2 separate regions of the Rattus norvegicus genome follow, and region 2 is linked to region 1. The links are chromatin contacts, called in public Hi-C maps. All regions are on one chromosome and are shown on one strand. Each heading gives the region's core, a stretch centred on a gene start, on an enhancer-like site or on the middle of the called end of the contact. The rest is flanking DNA. Distances are from core to core; before and after follow the strand shown. Region 1 overlaps Snph (syntaphilin). Region 2 holds the start of Snph (syntaphilin).

Region 1 (3,728 bases), core at 431-2,930:
TCAGAGAAGATCAGTGTTTTCCCCCCCAGTGGTACCATGCCAAAGAGGAGAAGACAAGGTGTATATGGGCATTGTCTCAGGCTCTGCGAATGCAGATGTGCTACAGATGTGGCATGTGCTAAGTTATGGTCTGGACATAGTGGACACACACATGAAATACAGAGTCACCTGGAGGGCAGGTAAAGGAATGTTGTGGGTCCTTGAAGACCAGGACATTAGAACCAGGTGCTGATGGGGTGGCCTATTTGCTGGGTGCTGGAATACAAGTAGGAAGTGAAAGGTTTGGGGGACCTGCAGGCTTTGGATTTGGCCTCCTGTCTCCAAGGCTTAACTTTTTCTTTGCCATCAAATGGACCTAATAATCCAGAAATATCAGCGAATGGGTTTGCAGACTGCCCGTGTATCCTGGACCACAGTGAGGCCTGAGGGTTATGAACACAAGAGGACAGGTGTGTTCTGACTGCAGTCCCACAGTCAGACTGCTCCTTCTCAGTAGAGAGACGTCATCTGTGTTCAGTGATAGCCACAGCCACTAAAGCCACAGACCTCAGGTGTTTCCACCAAGGTGTGGATGGTAGGGAAATAGTCATGTGTAAGACATGTGCCCAGCCTCGGGCTTCCGATCTGCATCTGGAAAAGCCTGAAAGTGGAAGCTTCCAGACTTGTCTATTACGAACAGTTTTATAACACATCTCCCATCTGAAGCCCCTGGCACACCCCAGGGGCTCAAACCCCAGGTCGAGCACCCATGGAGAAGTCCTGTAGCCCAAAATGGAGGGCTGCAGCCTCGAGGGGACAGGACACATCACCTAAGGGCCTCACTGCAGTCAGGCTGTCTCTGATACGTACGATCACATGCTTCTAATTTTGGATGAACACACCACAGAGAAAGTGGGGAGAGGGAGAGGGAGAGGGAGAGGGAGAGAGTGAGAGACTCTAGAAACTATAAACATGTATTGAATGTTATCTTGGGAAAACGTCCATGAAAGCAGCTGAGAACATTCAAAGCCCCCACTTGACTGTAACCCTCGTCCTTACCAGTTTAATGTTGTCTTCTTCATCTCCTGCCTCATGCCAGGCTGAGGACTCTCTCTCAGGTCTCTCTCACAGGTCTGTGTCCAGCTGTCAAATCCCTTGCAGGGCAGGACGACAGCCACAGTCTAAATGGAGGATGCTATACGGCTTCTTCTCTTCTGAAGAGGTCTTAACCCAAGTTGGGAGAGCCTAGGCCTCTGCAGATGTGCTACAGATGTGGCATGTGCTAAATTATGGTCCCTTTGCCCCATGCCAAGTGGAAGAGAGGCCGAATGACCTGGTTTCTCTCTCTTTTGCCTCCTTCCCTATAACACTTTGCAGTCTACAGTAAATACGACATAGCGTCTTGCGTGAAACTGTAAACCTGCCTTTAACGTGACCACTTCCACAGTGGGTCTCCGTGGGACCTATCTTTTCTGGCCCTATGGAGTGTCTATGCTGAGCCTAAGTGCTCCTAGCCTCTGAAGCATCAGGGTGTTACGGCTGCAGACCCAGTCTCCAGTGTAAGGGAACACTCCTGGGGTTTGAAACCAAGAACCAACTAGGGCAGATCCTGCAGCCAGGAAGCTGTGGGTGGAACCGTCTGGACCACAGTCTGTTATGGAATCAGGGAGCTCTCCTTCCTAGTAAAGCCTTGGCCAGCCCTCCATCCTGGCTCTAGCGGCCCTCTGAGTAGAGACTCCTCCAGAATGGTGTGGTATGACACACTGTATCAGTTGCAGAAGGTACCCAGTCAGCTGTCATTCAAGACCCTGCTGCTAGTTGTCCACATGTGTCTCTCACATGCCCCAGAGCATAGGTGTATAACATGGTGGGTATCCTGGACCAGGCAATTGCCTGTAAGGGCAATGCGAAGTTGGTGTATGTACACATAGGAGGACATGCAGGTGTACAACACCTGAGACACCCTGAATTTCTTAAGAAGAAGGATCGGCCAGACCTCCCAGTCTGTAATGCAAACCTGTATGCTCCCAAAGGAAGGTAAAGAGAGTGCATCAGGGTGTCTGCAGACAATGGCCTTGACTTCACGCCTGTCTGCCCTCCCCATTCCTGTCCCTATGCTAGATAGGCCGTCAGCTGCAGGGAGAAGAGTGTCTCCTCCTAGGAAGAAGTTACCTCCTCTGTAAGTGAGTCCTCATCCTCCAGGCCTTCTTGGAACCTGCCCTTGCCCCCTGTTCGTTCTGCAGCCCGGGCTCAGGACGCATGAGACTGCATGTTTGAGCCAGCCTCTCTGAAGTGAATGTGTGTTCACAGGACAAAGGCTTCCCTGAGCCTTCTGCTGCAGGGAGAGCCCACACATGGTGTCATAAAGCACTTAGCACACACAAGCCTCAGAAGAGGTCCCTTTTCCCTAAGCAGAGGAGCCTTTGAGTCCCTATCCTACACTCAGAGGAGCTTCACTAAACTCTCCTGGCAGAAGGCTGTCTTTTGCACCTTCACGGCCCATGCAGGAGGGCTGGTGGCACAGGCTGAGCTGAATGGAGTTAGGCTGGAGGCCCCTGCTCCCTGACCCTGCCCTACACCCAGCCTGCCGTCTTCCTCCCCCACCCCCCTCTGATGGACGCACCCTTGCAGGCGCTCCATGAAGTACACACTCTGCAGTGACAACCATGGCATCAAGCCTCCCACCCCAGAGCAGTACCTGACTCCACTGCAGCAGAAGGAGGTTTGTATCCGGCACCTGAAGGCCCGGCTCAAGGACACACAGGACCGGCTCCAGGATCGGTGAGTGGCAGGCAAGGGAAAGCCCTGGGGACACCCACCAGCTCCAGCCTGAGCAGAGCCAGGGCCCTGGGGTATCGCCCTTACTCCATCTATCTGAACCCTCCTCTCAGCAAAAACTCATTTGGACACATCTTTAGAGGCTTTAGCCCCCAAACTCCCTTGACTGCTCTAGGCAGGTGCTTGGGATCAGTGGGAAGGGGTCCCTAAAAGGGCTAGACTGTCACACCCCTTACCATAGCCCTGCAGCTCCTTTAAGTGGCAACTTCTCCCCTGGATCCTATCTTCCCAAGTTGCTGAACCAGAGTGTATCTGACTTTTTATCCCCAGGGGTGAGAAACAGCCTTTTAGCGCCCCCCCCCTTCTCTCTATACAGAGACATGGGTTTCAGCGTGAGACAAAGGTGTCTCAGCCTGTCAGCCTAGGCCCAGAAGCCTTCCTTCATGCCCACTTCCTTCCTCTAGATGATCAGGAGATGCTAAGGGTGAGGCCCTGCTCATCCTGGAGGTCTCCTAGGGACTCGGGTCCAGTTGTGCTCATTCTCAGGTTCCTGTAGGCACTTAGTGCTGCCCCTCCTGGTGGTTTCATCTTTAGAGCGACGCTTCAGTGGTTGAGCAGCATGGCCCATGCGTGCTGTGCCAGAACTCAGTAGACTGAGTTTAAGTTGGAAGACAGCATGGAATGCATAGGAGGCCCTGGCATAAGCAGCAAAGAGTCCTGTTAGGGTGGGCTGCCCCACCTCTTATCTCTTTCTCCAGTGTTCCCTGAGCTGGACCAAGCATCACAAGGGAGTAGAGCTCGGGCCAGGCCTCCCACTGTGTCTTTGCTTCTTCTGAGGCTTTTTATACCACACTTCACCCAAAGTATTCTCTGTGCCACAGAATTGGCCCATCGAAAGTAACCACTGGATGGTGTGCAGTGTTAGCACAGTTGACACAATCTGGTGACCTCTTCGTATCACCCCGTTCCCC
Region 2 (3,728 bases), core at 754-3,253, 33 kb before region 1:
GAATGTGGAAAAAGATTTGACTCGTAAGGAATAGAAACATTAAAATAATGACTTTTTCGTAGATATTATGACTATTTACAAGGCTACTTTTGAGATAGCAGGCCAATACTACAGAGTCTTAATGTAAATTAGTGACGTTGCTTTGTAAATTCTGTTGGAAAATTCAGTTTGGACAAAGAGCCGAGGGCACAAGCTCAGTTTTGCTCTCAGACTCAGCCAACATTTACTGACCACCTTCCATATACGAGCGATACAGCAAGAGGAAAATGTTCTTTCCCCCACAATGTGTACATTCTAAGGGTGGTGATATAGATTGTCTAGATTAACACTGTCTTTTTTTTTTTCAACTACAGATAATTAAATACAACAAAACTCAGACATAAATGCATTTGGCGGGGTGGGCTGCGGGGGAGACGGCTCAGCTGTTCGAGTGCCTTCCAGTGAGCATGGGGAAGCTAAACACCCATGTACAACACCAGACATGCAACGCTGGCATAACTGAATCAGTGGGTGAGCTCCAGCTGTGCCCATTGAGGGACCTTGTCTCAAAAACGAAGACGGAGAGTAGTTTTTAAAAAGACCTCTGGGGTTGGGGATTTAGCTCAGTGGTAGAGCGCTTACCTAGGAAGCGCAAGGCCCTGGGTTCGGTCCCCAGCTCCGAAAAAAAGAACCAAAAAAAAAAAAAAAAGAAAAAAAAAAGACCTCTGGTGTATACACATACGCTCACGCACACACATGCAAGAACAAATGGAGGAAGGAAGGAAGAGGAAAGGCATATTACTTCTCTCAGGACCATGACCAAATCTCTGACAGAAAGAAACTTTTAGAAAGGAAGGATTTATTTTGGCTGTGGTTTGAAGGAAATGTAGTCTATCATGTGAGAGAAGACATGACAGAAAGCTTATGGTCACATCGTGTCCTCAGTCACGGAGCAAGGAGATAAATGTTCCTATTCAACGAGCTTTCTCTTTTAACCTTTTATTCAGTCTGGGCCATAGCCCACATCCAAAGTGGGCCTTCCTTCCGTAGGTAAATCTCCCTGAAAACACCCTCACAGACACATTCAAACATATGTTTCCTAGATGATTGTAAATCCAGTCACGTGGACAATGGCAGAAGACCTCCCTGAGAGAGCAGTGTCTGAGCAGAGACTTTGAGGACTGGAAGAAGCAACCTGGAAGTCTCAGTTGCTCCAAACCCGTGGACAGCAAACAAAAGCTGGGTGTAGAGGCCCAGCAAGGAAGAATTTGCTGAGAGCAAAATGAGTGATGGGCAATGTCATTTAAGAGGACACCAGAGAGTTGAGGTAAAAGAAGGGCAAGATGACAAGGTGATAGAAGAAATCCCAGAAGGATGTGAGCAAAGGCACGGCTAATCAGAAAGGGCTGGCTCACGAGGGGGAAGCCCAAGCCCCTTCCCACTGCACCCAGTGGGGCGGGCAAGAAATCAGGCCAGCAGGTTAACTAATTCGCAGTCAGAAATGGAAGGCCTAGAAATGGACAGTTGCAGTCCAGTTTCCTGAACTTTGTGGTCCCTTGAGCCCTTTGATGTCAGGTAGCAGACTGGAGACGAACCCACAATAAGGATCACTTAGCTGTATAGTGCACATCTTTCCAGCTTACTATTTTAATACTGTAAAGGATAACATTTCTTAAATACCTTAGGGTATTTAAGATTTTTTTTTAAAGCCAAGAGCTGTTCACAATAAATAACTCCTGTTACTCACAAATTGGTTTAGGAGATCAAAACATGTTTCTAAAAGCGTCCAGATAATATTACTACTTAATGTATGCCAAGGAGTGAGATACCGGAGGCCCAGAAGCTGAAGGGATAGACACCCTGTGAAGTCCGCCCCTTCCTCCACCTCCGTGCAACAGCTAGTTTGAGGTAATAAAGGACCCCATGCCTACGTGTTGAAGTCTTGGCTCCACGGCTCTCAGAGCGAAACCAACTATCTCTTTAAGAAGGAAAGTGAAGACGGGAGGTTTACGCAGCTGCCGGCGAGCTTCCGACTGGCTCATCCCCTCCATCCACCTCTCCTCCCCCGCCCTCCACCTCTCCCTCCCCCCAGCCCCAGCCCCAGCAAGCACCCGCTAGCCACCTTCAGCTGGGGCTCGGGAGAGCAATCCTGCTACCCTCCCGGGGCAGCCTAAACCATGGAAGCCTTCGCAGGTGATGACAAGGACCCCGGGGACCTCCGGGCCCACCGCCCAGCCTCACCCGCCGCACCCAGGAGTGCAAGTGCGGGGGTGCGGGGCGCCGGCCAAGCACTGGAACTGCCCTAGCCCGCGGCGGGCAGCGTGTCCTCCGAGCTTGCAGGCTGCGGCTACCGGCGCTCACCCGCCCCTGTCTCTCTCTTCCCCACCGCCGCAGGTTGCTGATCATCGTCAGGCGGCTGCTGCAGCGACTGCAGAGGCGCTGCGCCAAGCTGCGCCGGAGTCGTGCGAGCCGGCGGGACTGCGGAGGGCGAGTGGACCCAGGTGAGGAGGCCGCGGCGGGGCTGGAGGGGGCCTCTGTGGCTCCGCGGCCGCCGGGGACAGCTTGAGACCGCTTGCTGCGGCGCGATCCTGTAGGGGCACCAGCCGAGGAGGGGATTAACGTGACTCATCCCTAGCCTCCCTCCATCCCCCTACATCCTCGTAAGCACCCCTCTCCCTAGCGTGAAATTTACTAATTAATTAGAGGATGCTGATTTCAGTAGGGAAGACGCCCAGGGTCTTCTTTAACATCTAGTAGGTGGGTTTTAGGGAACTAACCCCTCGCCCTTCCTGTTTGTTTTTCTCTTCTGGCATTCTGCAAACATGTGAGCTTCTCTTTGGAACCGCACACCCACCCCAAGGTCAAGCGTCAACGACTGCCTTCCTATCTTGCCCACTGAAAAACATCAGAGCCCTGCAGTAGATCTGGTAGAATTTCCCATGATCCCTAGAGTGGGAAATTTGCCTCAGTCTCCCTGGAGCTTCCGTGGTATATATTGTTTTCTCTTTCCACTCCCTAGCAGGGAGCCAGACGGCTTGCAACACCTGCCAGCCTGAAAACTCCCCACATTCCCCTGCCTCAACTCTGCAGGGGTGGAGAGCCTGCTGGTCACGTGCCGCCTGTTTCCTTAGCCTTCTCTGCCCAACTTGGGGTACAGACTTGGGTGGGTTGGAGGAGTTTCCCAGAAAATGCTAGTCTCTGTAAGTCGAGGGGTGTAAGGAAGTAAGAGAACCTGAGGTTCTGGGCCTTAACTTGCTGGTTGGCTCCAAGTAGCCATCTTACTATTTTTTGGGTGTGGGTGTCTGTCTGCTTGTCTGTTCTGTGCCGGAGCTGGGCTAGATGAACCGTACAATTTCAATATATCACTTGAGCGTGGCTTCAATAACTCTGGAGACTTGTCTATTAAAACCATTCAAGTTTAGGCCCTTGAAATAATTGGGGTCCCCTTGGTTATTCCCTTTTGACTTTGGATTTCTAGAGTGAAATGTTGACCTTGTGGGTCTCACCACACTGGAGGCATCAGAGGATTCTTTGGGGAATACCCCGCGCCCTGACAGTTACTTCCCTTCCCCAAGCCTTAACTCCCTCACTTGTGAACCTGGGAGAAGGGTACCTGCCTTAGAGTGTTAAGGGTGAGATGAGATTCATATGGAAGCTCTTGCGATAACAGCTTGAGACACACAGTAGGTTTTCAAGGATTCAGCATTTGAAGGCAAATTAGGAGAGAGGGGAGTTCTTCTTACCCCACC

The links. A called contact is a pair of places that touch in the nucleus more often than the background predicts.
Region 2: a contact with region 1 is called in a Hi-C map of prefrontal cortex, with 1.7 times the contacts expected there. The contact joins the promoter of Snph here to the enhancer-like site in region 1. A contact is called at or near these places in 2 of 12 Hi-C or Micro-C datasets (frontal cortex and prefrontal cortex).

What each region holds. Positions count from the first base shown.
Region 1 is chr3:160,564,598-160,568,325 of GRCr8, reverse strand. Snph (syntaphilin) reads left to right here. Exons shown (of 6, transcript NM_001106525.3): 5 at 2,611-2,760. Among named protein-coding and RNA genes, the nearest start is that of Snphl1, 28 kb to the left of the region's middle. Within about 2 kb of position 1,680, at least 10 of the 93 cell types and tissues checked have an H3K27ac peak or open chromatin away from gene starts, as enhancers often do. A contact at or near this core is called in prefrontal cortex, where this site is marked.
Region 2 is chr3:160,598,003-160,601,730 of GRCr8, reverse strand. It overlaps Snph (syntaphilin), which reads left to right and starts at 2,003. Exons shown (of 6, transcript NM_001106525.3): 1 at 2,003-2,172; 2 at 2,374-2,480. It overlaps Snphl1 (syntaphilin like 1), which reads right to left. Exons shown (of 2, transcript XM_039106658.2): 1 at 3,723-3,728; 2 at 2,085-2,567. The coding sequence ends at 2,104.